Regions from separate parts of the Zea mays genome. Here region 1 is linked to region 2. The links are chromatin contacts, called in public Hi-C maps. All regions are on one chromosome and are shown on one strand. Each heading gives the region's core, a stretch centred on a gene start, on an enhancer-like site or on the middle of the called end of the contact. The rest is flanking DNA. Distances are from core to core; before and after follow the strand shown. Region 1 holds the start of LOC100191281. Region 2 overlaps LOC100274382 (FMN-linked oxidoreductase superfamily protein).

Evidence for each region. Hi-C and Micro-C count contacts between places; a contact is called where the count stands out from the background.
Region 1: a Hi-C map of leaf shows a contact between it and region 2, with 5 times the contacts expected there. The contact joins the promoter of LOC100191281 here to the enhancer-like site in region 2. A contact is called at or near these places in 3 of 25 Hi-C or Micro-C datasets (endosperm, leaf and tassel).

Annotation. Positions count from the first base shown.
Region 1 is chr5:62,540,321-62,546,488 of Zm-B73-REFERENCE-NAM-5.0, forward strand. LOC100191281 reads right to left here and starts at 3,270. Exons shown (of 5, transcript NM_001136715.1): 1 at 2,977-3,270; 2 at 1,698-1,870; 3 at 1,178-1,220; 4 at 335-389; 5 at 1-245. The coding sequence starts at 3,172. The coding sequence ends at 125.
Region 2 is chr5:62,107,673-62,113,705 of Zm-B73-REFERENCE-NAM-5.0, forward strand. LOC100274382 (FMN-linked oxidoreductase superfamily protein) reads right to left here. Exons shown (of 3, transcript NM_001148742.2): 2 at 5,912-6,018; 3 at 4,459-5,448. The coding sequence ends at 4,716. Among protein-coding and RNA genes, the nearest start is that of LOC100274382, 3.8 kb to the right of the region's middle. Within about 2 kb of position 2,924, at least 19 of the 20 cell types and tissues checked have an H3K27ac peak or open chromatin away from gene starts, as enhancers often do. A contact at or near this core is called in endosperm, leaf and tassel, where this site is marked.

The DNA of each region.
Region 1 (6,168 bases), core at 2,020-4,519, 430 kb after region 2:
ACAGAAAGCTAAGCTACTGCTGCGCTGGGTGTGTATGGGAGGAAGTGATTGATCCGATGTTCCCCGATCATCTAATTTCTAATGTTTACTTCCATACAGGATTTAGGAGAGACAGGCCTATGTTTTATTTGGGACGCTTGCGGTGAGGCTGCATCATATCACTGACAGTGTCTTTGATGTAGGTCCCAACTCTATTCAGGTTCTTAGCCACACCACTGGCCACAAGACCTGCATTCCTCTGAAATCTGCAGGTTCGATAGGAAAAACTGTTGGAATGACAATGCGAGTTTCAGAACTTACAAGCTCATATAATAAACCAAAAAGACCAACTCACTTCGTTAAGAAATCATCTCCTGCATGCCCTGGTTTATATTGACGTGGTTTTGGAGCTGTGGAATCGTAAAGAGTAGAAGTTTTAAGAACATAAGCCATGCAAAAAAAAAATCACAAATATCCAAGAAAGAGAAGCATGCTTCCGACATGCAAAACAGCAAAAGTAACGCCAAAAGCACACGGGAGACACAGACAAGGTACATTGTACACAGGTATTCTTCACAGTTTCACCAATCACCAGTGAAGCGTGTAGTTTTAGGACCAAGTTTCTCTAACCCTTGCTTTGGACACAAAATAAGCCCATATAATAGAAGCTGGCGATGGGTATAGTTGGCAAAAGTACTATCAGGAATTAAGTTTGGATACTACTAAGAACCAATCATGTTGATAATTCTATTTTGTGTATCAGGACAAATTTCCATGTGTTAGTTGACTATTAGATAAATTTTATTTTTCGTGAACATATTTGGTGATTTCTCCACGCATGTACAATGAAAAGAATAAGGATTTCCAATAAGGCAACAGTGTGTATATATTTTTCTTTTTCCAATTTAGTGGTTGATCTCTCAAGGTTTCATACATCCACAAATGCATCACTCAGCATCGTAAATCAGGATGCCATTCTAACTAGAAGTCGGATGAGCATTGACGGTGTATTTCAGGTAACATGCCCGCGATGGTAGACTAATCAACGAGAAATTAATATATTTGAACAATCAACTGCGACACATTAAGCACCTCTATCCACAACCAAACATTCGTACATTTCTAGCATATTGTGGTGGCTTTGCAGTTGCTAGCACACATACTAATCGAAGTAACAACAGAAGAAAATGTTTTTTACCTTCTTTCTTAACGTTTGTTGGGACTTTTCTATCTATCAACAGCTGGAAAGGGGACAACATATTCTTTGTTAGCAAAATAGACATGTGAATGATCATAAGGTGCAGTTTTAAAAATACTAGCTGAGCAGTTTGAACAGTCGGTGCCGACTTGGTTTGGAGGAATATCAAGAACAGATTTCAGAATAGAATGACTGCATTTTTTGTACTGTACTACTTGGTCGAAAAAAGAAAAGAAGCTTCTATGATTATTGTAAGAAACATAAAGGTTATGAAGATAAACAAATTGGCATGAATATTTATCCCACCATTCTGACACTCAGCATAACTAAGGCTCAATTTTCTCATCAGATAGATCCTGAGAATCTGTGCTACATCAGCTATCGCTGGATAAAGTTCACAGTTAACAACATCAAACACACCATGTCTAACTGCTTACTTATCCATCATGACACTCTAACATGGTCCTGATTTGTGAATGCATCATAAATGCATAGGATTACATGGTTAAGCATATATTACCTCGACTCCAGCACAAACAGGCAGATGGGCACGTGGCTTATCTCGTACCCCCGTAGGAGTTTCCTTGCCATTTAAGTACATTGAATAGCCAATGCATGCATATCTGAAATCTGCAAGATAACGACCTTCTTGGATAGCTTCCAGTTCAAGTTTTCCAACCTTACGCTCAGAAACTGGTACACAGTTAAAAGAGAGGGAATAGTCAACCAAACAGTTAAAAAGAATGGAATCACCGAATCAGATAACAAAATAGACAGACCATGAAACGTAGTTCAAGAGTTAGACTGCTCCTTACTTAATTAGACAATAAAAAAACTATATACATTATAAACACAGATAAGGATTATTTTTGCAGTGAGTCATAGGATGAGAACCTTAGCACAATGTTACAAGACATATTGATTGTCTGGAACCTACGCTTTTGGTCAGTAGCTAACTAGCACCAAGTGTGTCGATTATATTTTTCCACTCAACATACGAAATTCCCTAATAGGCCTAGCCTAGTGCTGTTCAGTGGGATTATCTGAGACTCTAAAACTGTAAAGAAAAGCTTATATTTCCCATAACTTTTGGGGACACCTGGTAGTACACAATTCTAATAGCATGCTGCCCATGTCTTGCTGGGTCAGGATAGTACCGCCGTTACCCTTCAGCCCAAAAAGGTGGGAGAACCCAACAAAATCAACAAATTAAACGCCTCCTTATGAAACAAAATTGATTTACTCTGTAACGAGCCAATACATAAACCCTAAAACTCATCATACATACAAGGATTAGCACTAAATTGCACAGAGGTAATACTCGGTAGAGAACCTCATGTGAGCCATATGCGCCACGGCATAGAATAGTTCAAATTTCCCACTGCTGAAAGCCTTCTCATTCAGTTCTCATTTGTCAATACTCGGTGCCCTAACTGTAACATAGGGATGAATAGTTTACAACTAAATCTGCGTGGATGATGGAATTAATCGGGTTTTTTATGGATGAAAAGCCCTGATAACACCCTTCCTAGCACAACTTGAGACCATATAAATTGCTAAGAAATGCCCATGTCTTCCTTCCCCATCTCCCAACAGGAGCGTAGCAGTGTGGAGGAACCTGATCAATACTCAGCAGACACACCCTGTGAGGCTGTGACAGGAAGCGGTCCGCAGTTGCGGAGTGAGCACCGAAAGACGAGGGGGCGGCTTCGGATACCGTGGCTGGACGAACCAGCAAAACCCTAGCGCAGGCAGAGAAGAGGAGAGGATGGATACAGTGGCCGCGGAGGCGCGACTACCTTGGGGAAGGGCGCGGGTGACGCCGACGCAGACGGGGCCGCGCGCTCGCGACCTGAGCTTTGACGAGTAGTAGAGGCAGCCCTTGCAGGACCTCCCCTTCAGCATCCCTCCACCTGCCCCTGCCCCTGCCCCTGCCTCCGCTCCCCCTCTCGCCGCCGGCGTGGAGGCGCCCTCCTCCCCGGCGGCGCCCTCCATGTCCGGGCCACGGGCGGCTGAGGCGCGCGGCGGCGGCGGGAGAGTGGTAGCGGCGGAATGGGCGGATCGGCAAGCGCGTCGGGGGGAGAAGAGGCGGGGCCGACGTGAATGAAAAAAGAGCCAATTCATTAGAACGCATCAAAATATTAAATATTCTAGAGGAGTGTTTTAATGCATTAGAGTTACTTGAATACATTTAAACAGTCTAGCTATTTTTAGCAAATTAGCTAATAGTTAGCTAGATGTTTGTTAGCTAGCTATTTCACTAGTAATTTTGTAGTCAACTAACTATTAGCTTAGTGCATTCAAACACTCATTATATCTACCATTAAAAAAAGTTTTAGAGACTATATATGACTGGTTTAGTTTTTCCTACTCTTAGGCTAATCTCAATGGCCATTTCATTACACTCTTTCCGATGCTGGCATATCATCAAGTGTGCCATGAAACTAAAAATAAAATGATGTTTCTCAATGCAAAATTTTATTTCACTATTTATAGACTAATATATCAATTAAATGTTGCAACTAAATAGTCAATAAATATTAGTAAAACATGTGAAATAAATCACTCTCGATGGAGGCTTTACACAGTTTCCAATACCTTAGAAACATGTTGACATAGTTTCGTCCTGATGAAACTAGTTTCATCCCATAAAACTCATTTATCTTAAATACTATGTCATGTCATTTAAAATACTGCTTCAGTTTATTTGGCATCTAACGGCATCTAAGAGCAAAAGGTTGTGAGGCTTAAAAAGCCACTAACAAACATTTTTCATATCGCAATGCCACTATCATCATCTTTGTTACATCAAACTAGCATGATATGCTCTAGAACTATAGTATCAATATTTTTTTACATATATTTGGTTGAAATTTTAAAAACATATAATATTTTGATAGGCGACAACGACCCTTGTTTTGAGGCTACATCCAACATTGGTATTAACCGTTGGCGTGGCATGATCGGCGTTTGCTACTGAATATACGAAAACTTTAGGCCATATGTAGCAGTTTATCTAAATTTTATCCAAAAGCACTGTTCTGCACTATAGACTGTAATGTTCGCAGAGTAAAGTTTCAATATGGTTATGGGTAAACTGCTAAAGATAGCTTTAGATTATACCACTACCGAAATAGATGATGGCATAAAAAATGACCACGGGATGACAATAAAAATGGATCAAACTATTAAATCGAGAAGAGGAAGAAAATAAAGAAGAGATGGATGATGGTGATGATGATGAGTATGAGTAGTTTTATTTTTTATGAACTATGTAATTTTATTTTATTTTTTACTTATTTTTGCATTTTGATTACTTTGTTTAAATCATTAAGTTTTTTCCTTTAACTTGTGTGCTCAATGATTTTTTTGTCAAGCAAAATGTTGTGTTTGGTTTTAAATTAGGGTAGCTAATGTGATTGGTGGCTGATGTGTACCTATCCATGCCCGAACGTATCTGCTTATAACGAAACAGTGATACACATGTGGTGGTTTCAAATTGGTGGGAACTGCAGTGTTAGAGCCTGTTATGCTTGTTTGCTGTGATATAGATGATGATAGTGGCATGAAATGCATAAAATTGTTTGTCACTGGCTTGTTAGGCGTCACAACTTTCTCTTAGATGTCGTTAGAGGTCAAACAAACGACAGTGACACTAATGGAATGAAAAAAAAACTAAACTAGTGGCATGATAGGCTCAAAAACTTTTTTAGTGGTAGATATAGATCATCGAACTTTTTAAATGAGTTGTAATCAGTGTGCTTGTTCGACTCCCCCACATTTGGTCGTCGAACTCTTTCCCATCCGAACCTCCTTCACCTCGAAGTCACTGCATGCCTCACCCCATTCACACAAGCACGCCGAGAGGAGCTTTGTCGACTACTGGATCCAGTCGAGCTAGGGATGGCAATGGGTACCCGAAACCCGATGGGTAAAAACCCTATTAGGACACGGGTATGGCGGATTTTGATACCCATGGGTATTTTATTGGGTCATTTGTTATGCTCATCGGGTACGGTGGGCGTGAGTATGTTCTCGGTTGCCCCATACCCGCTACCCGATGGGGAACTCGCTAATATATGACATGTGGGTCTGAATTTATATGTCTCATATAAAATGAATTTGCTCTTGCTATTTGCTAACCCTAATACCCTAACGCGGCCACCAGGGGTCCAGTCGTCCAGGGCACCACGCACGGACGCACTAAGCGTCCAACATGTGATAAAATTATGTTGGGTTCGATACATTTGTTATGTTGGTACTTATTTTTTCGATTCAAATGATCATGTCTATAGTAATGTTAATGGGTATGGGTACCCGATGGGTACCCGCTACCCATGGTGGATATAGGTATGGCGTAATTTTGTACCCATGATGGGTAGTGGGTATGAGTATGGGTCAATTTTTTCCTAGTGAGTATGAGTATGGTTTCGTATGCCCACTGGGTACCTTACCCACTGTCATCCCTAAGTCGAGCTACTCACCCGTGAAACGTGGCAATCTTTCGCGTCGAGCCATCGACGCTACACCACCGGCGATCACCTTCCGGATCTAGCGGCCTAGGTGGTCGCTCACAGCTCCAACGCCACAGAGGTCAGCTTCTGGATCCCCATCGACCAGCTCCAACTCCGTCATCTAAATCCAGTTGCGATCATCTTGCGGATCCCCCATCGAGCAGCTCTAACTCCGGCAAGGTTTATGCTCTTACAGGTTCGCCAACGCATCGACCAGATCCAACTCTGGCAAGAAGGTAGAAAATTCTACTTTTGTTTTCGCACAAACACTCCAACAAAAAATATTGTACCTTTGTATTCGTACAATCCCTGTCACAGTATCATATCTACATTTTTTGGGTCTACCTCAATGACAACAACCCTCTCAATACCTTTGAAGGTGTGATGTCAATACCTAGAAAGCTGACTGCATTTGTTTAAAACATTGGTTTCGTAGATGTGGTTATGATTTTGGCACAAACAGAAGCGTGCCCGAGA
Region 2 (6,033 bases), core at 1,674-4,173:
ATGTTGTGCTGTGCCTGAATAACGGCTCTGCGGTGGAGAGCCTGTCCATGGTGAAGAGCCAATAGAAAATCTTCACTTCATTAGGGACCTTAAGCATCCATACAAATGCCCCATCCTCCACATGCATGTTGCAGCGAGCTAGCAGCAAGATAGCCTCCCGAGAAGAGGATGGTGGATGCATGCAGTGAGCCAGTCTGCTGCACTGCATGCTTCTCTCTGGCCTCTGGCCTGCTGGGACAGACAGACAGACTACCTCTGCCGCCGCCGTATCTGCCTCTGCCCTTGTGATCCACCTTCTTCTCAACTCCTCCGATGACACCAGAGTTTTCCCTTGTCTGAAACGACATGAATTCCGACTTGTTTGCTGCTGAAACATTCATTTTAACAGCCTGTAATTAAAATGAATGGATGGACGCGTCCTTCGTTCTGTGGTTCGGTGTCAGTAGTAGCTAGTAGTATTTTTAATGGTCACTTTTGCGCTTTCCTTTTCTTTTAATGAAAACATTCATTTTTTTTGTCGTTGATAGGAAACATATAAATAGCCTTATTCGGTTGCGTCTGGATAGAAGAAAAATTGAGAGGGATTAAATATCCTTTTATCCAATTTTGACTAGGGAGAGAGATTTAATCCCCTTCGATTCAGACGTTGCCAAACAAACCCTAGAGATGTGAAATAATAAGGCTTGTTTAGCTTAGCAAATCTCTTAACATGTGGCTAGTTAATTTGTCGGACATATGTGTGCATCTTTCCCTACCTGCCCAATGTCAAGCTTAGCAAGTCTCTAGATCCGAAATTTTTACTCACCGTCACTGGCCGTCGTGGTTAGCTAGCTATCTCACGGGGGGAAAATTTTTTTCTTTAGCAACGTGGTTACACACGCTGACACGCATGGCGAAAGCAGAAGGGACAAACATAGAAACCGATAGCAAGCAGATAGCTTCAGAGATCACTACTGTTGGAAATATGAAGAGGGGGAGGAAAAGACAACACCTTTCCCACCGACTGGCCGGTGGGCCGGCCGGGCTGCGATTCACATTCACATCTTGACTTGTGTGGCTCCGCGAAAGAGGAGTACTTACTTTTTCTTTTTTGATTTGATTTGATTTGATTTGAACATAACGTGAGCCTGAATTCCTGATGCTGCGAGAGATGCATGTGATGATGAGGTTTGAATGAAATACGTACGCCAGCACAGCCTCGCTCCTTCCTTCAATTCCGTGGTTACGCGTTTAGCCAAAGACACGACCAAAAAGAAACAACAGGACATGGCTGTCTCTCTTTCTTTTTCCTTTTTTCAAGAGAGGCCCGAAGGAAGAGAGAAGACCTTTATTACCTGTATTTATGATGAGATGCAGCAGTACTATATATGATGTGTGTCGGAGTGTCAAATTACTACTACTTTCTGCTGGTGACTGATGGGAATTTGGAATTAGAAGGGGGTCACGTGATGGCCTCCCGCTTTAATTTCACTATTGTTGTTGTTGTTACAACATTTTATTTGGGATTCTATATACATGTTTCATTCCAGATGAAAAAGACCAGCAGCTGCATTTATTTATTTATTTATTACTCGCCGCCTGCTGCAGATCTCATCTCAATGCCATTTTTTTGTGGACAAACTAGCAAACTATTTATTATTGTTGTTGTTATTAAAGTTATTATTATTATTATATCCTGCCCGGCCCATCTGGCTTTGTTGGTGTCTCTTTTGCAGAAAATCCGGCGTCTCTGTTACCTTTGAGCCCAAAGCCCAGCCCGTCTCGTTCCTCGGTCCGAGCAGCCTCTTTATTGTTTTTTTTTTCGGACAACCGGCGCGCATGATGAGCCAATCGATTAGATTCCTCGGACGGACGCACATGTCTAGCACTCGGCTATTTCATTTTCAACCAAATATTTATTTGGAAGGTGTTTATAAGGCTGTCTCTGACGGCTTATTCGTTATCTCTCGTACCGTCTTCTATTTCAAACTCAATTCTATAAACAATACAATCTATATTATAAAACAGTGTTTTGAAATGACCATTAAAAGCGATAGCTGACGGTGAACATACTAAGGTAGTGGCTTGGTTAATCTATACTTCTATAGATATGTAAATATGTTGGGGTTCGGTCCGGCGGTGAAAGTCGTCGGCGCAGCGCAAATAAAAACACCATCTTGGTGGGGTCGGAGTTGAGTGTTCATCAGACCGACATAATTAAGCGTCTGGTGTTTAATTATTAAAAAAAAGAAGGAATCAGCACGATGATGGTTCCGCAATCAGTTCCCATGATTAAGAGTGGCAGCGTTCTGCGTAGCACATGACATTAAAGCGCACGGCGCCGAAAAGACACTGTTTGTCTCTTTTGCTTTGGGTGTCCGCCGCTGCCTCGCCCTTCTCCTTTTTGCTAACCGCATGCATCTCTCTCTCTTTCTCTGTCTCTTTTAGTCTTTTTGGAGGAGGAACAAAGAACCAGTGGGGTTTCGAAAGGAGGAGTAGGCCGACAAGTAGCATCGCATCACGTTCTCCTAATGAATGACTAGCATGAGTCAAAAACACCATCCTTTTTTTAAAAAAATACTATTATTATGAGTAAATCTGGGCAGAGCTCGACGTTCAGGTTCAAATGAAAACAAGTAACACGTATACTTCTACTTCTTTTTTTTTGATAATTTACGCTCCTACTTGAACTTGAATCAATGCATACACCACAAGGGGCAGTGAAAAGGAGAAGGTCCTTCTGAAAGAGAGAAGAGGTCAAGAGGATGGATTGTAAAAAGAAAAAGGAAAAGGAGAGAAAAAAAAAAAGGAACCGGTGGTATGTAGTATGTATTAGGGCTCTAGGCACATTTGGCATCCAATCCCAAAATAAAAGCCCCAGCCTCCAGGACACGCCAACGACAACCGTTGGGCCGACGTTCCGTAACAGGCCACGATGGGCCGGACGATACTTTGCCCATGAGAAATCCACTCGTTCGTGGGCCGTGTCCGTCTTGTGAGGATAGACGATGCACCTTCTTCTTTATCTCGGAAGGTACTCATGAGGGAGACGCGTCGTCAAGCAATTAAGTTATTAGAGCAGCTTCCTAAAAAATGACTCATCAAAATCAGTTTTAAGGAGATATCTAAAAAATTAGTAGGGGTAGATTTTAATCCTTTCTCCAACAGATCACTTAAAGCGAACGATTGTTTCTAGGGAGCCCAAATAATTCCTCATATGTACCTACAAATGATGGAGTTTTAAGGGCTATGAAAAAGTTGAGAGCATTTTAGGGGAACAGTTGGAGACACGTTTTTGTGTTTTTCTCAAAAAAAAAACTTGATCTAGGAAAAACTGTTGAAAAGCTCTTGGAGATACTCTTAGGTGCTTATTTTATGGTGTGTTTGGTTTGAGAAATGAGGTGGTCGATCTTTTTCTCAATCCTCACTTTTTTATTTGGTTTGTGGAATAGAATGAGTTGATTTATTACCACCACAATTCTCGTAAGCTAATAACAGTATATACATGAGGATTGAGTTGATTTTACCAAAATTTATGGAATGATGCATCATCTGATGAAGTATAAGGTAGTATAAGGTGATTCTATGAACCAAACACACCGTTAGATTATTATTTGACTTTTTACCCGCTAATAATTTGTATAAACAAACATCTCTAACAAGATTATATAAATTAGATTATATAACCTGAATTATATAATCTATATAAAATAAGCTGGATTATATAATGATGTGTGCAACCCTGGGAGAAGAAGATCTGGGTGATGAACGTTGTGAACGTGGACGCGCCCGACACACTTTCGGTCATCTTCGAGCGCGGGCTGCTGGGCATCTACCATGACTGGTGCGAGTCCTTCAGCGCCTACCCGAGATCAAAGAGGTCAGTGGCCAGCACCACCAGTCTGTCTGTTTTCTTCACATCTTTCTAGCTTGATGACGCACATGGCCGTCTTCTTCAGATGCGCGGTTCTGCCATGGTGGTGGAGGTGGACAGGCACAGGATCGTCAGGCCAGGGGTCAGCATCGTCGTGCGCGACAAGGCCAGCGCCGTCGGCGAGGTGGACAAGCTCCTGAGATCGCTCCACTTGGACGCGCGGCTGAAGGACGACGAAGGCGTGATGTACGCAGAGAAGCCCGATTGGCGGCCGGAGCTCGAAGAAGAGCCGTTGTAATGGCCACCATTTCAGAGTGGCGAGCAGTAGGGTTCTTTTCTTTTCTTGCGTCCACCAGCATTGATAGTACTGTACATGATTTTGTCATTGCTGCAGCAGTAGTATGTACAGTTTGTTCATAAGCATCAGAATTCTAGATTATATTATATACATACATACAGCAACCCGAGTGTCTGATGATAGTTACGAGATTCCATATTGTGTGTACCTTGCACGCCAGACGGCCAGAGGTTCTGTGAAATATATGCGCAGCTGAACATGCGCGCGAACATGTTGGTAATATAGCTTTGTGAAGCGTCCAAAGATAAGTTCAATAGCAAATCCAAATTATCTGAGACCATGTAATGATGTAAAAATGATTTTACATATCAGCTGTTACAACAATGAGGTGAGCCGTTGCACTGTAGCTGCTCAACTCAAAATATGCTTTACTAATCGAGGTTTAATTGTAGTCCAACAATCTCTTCCAGTCTGTACTATAGCAGGTCAAAATTGGTACAAAATGCTTCAGTTTTCATCAATTGCTCCTCTCCAATAATGATAGGCTGCAGATATAAGAACCTGTCAGGCATTGCTAGAGGCTAATGTTTGTCCTAGTGCAGTCTCCTTTCTGTAAAGTGGCACTCTTCCACCGAGGTCCTTCAGCCTCATTACCATGTCATGCAACCATTCGAAGGTGAGCTTGTTCTGCTTATTAAGTTCCTCCCTCACCTCTGGATGCACCCTAAACCAGTCGCCCAACATCTTGTGGACATGGGATCTAACCATTCTCCACGGCACAGGGTACTGCTCACACAGCTTCAGATATTCAATCACAAGATCAGCCTGGTCCAAGCCACCGTCTCCATTCTCGTCACCATCTTCTTTCCATTCCTTTGTCCTGAAACCAGCAAAAACTGCTGGGTTTTCTAGAAGAGTTTCAGCTGAAAGCACACCATCAGCACCAGTATGTTCAAGGCAGTTCTTCACATCCTCCATATGGCGAATGTTTCCATTTGCAAGAACGGGTACTCTAAGTGCATCCTTCACGGCCTTGATGGCATCCCAGTCAGCTCGAAATTTCTTCCCATCCTTTTCGTCTCTTGTCCGGCCGTGGACAGCCACAAGAGAAGCACCAGCTTCCTCAAGCATCTTCGCATATGCTAATGTGTCTTCCAGTCGTGGAAATACACGGATCTTAACTGAGACTGGAACATGAAGATTAGCTGCTAGATTCTGCACGAGGGATTTTACGAGGGGAAGGTTGTCCATGAGAAATGCTCCATAGTTACCCCGTCTTGCAATACGCTGCGGGCAACTGCAAGGCAATATATTAACGCGATTCAGAAGAATATGGAACCATATTTTTCAAGCAATATATATACGGGGAAATGGTATATGTTAACTAGAGATGTACCTGTGGAATATTCAGCACTAGTGCTCTAAGCAAGCTAAGAAAGCAGTTAGCGGCAGATAAACTAACACTAAAATTAAAAAGCAGCAGGTTTCGAGTGGAGTGTGCAGAGAATGACCTAGCATGGTGGCTTATTCTTCATCACATTAGTATCGCGCTTGAAGGCTTGAGGGCTGATGCACCACTAACAACGTTACTCAACGACTTTATCCAGGAGCAGATTATTTTTGTAGAGTATATGACGTTTATGTTAGTAAACTATTTATGCCATTACAAAGGTGGAGTAATCTACAATCGAGCACTAGATAAGTAGATATGAATAAAAAACCAGTAAAGCAGCATAACTGCATAAGGAATTGCACATTACCCAAAATTGATATCAACGTAGTCGCAATATGGTTCCACCTTCTTCGCAGCTTGCAACAAAATGTCAGGATCATTGGCACAAAACTGAACAAAAAGTGGTCGGTCCTCCTGCATAAGGTGCAA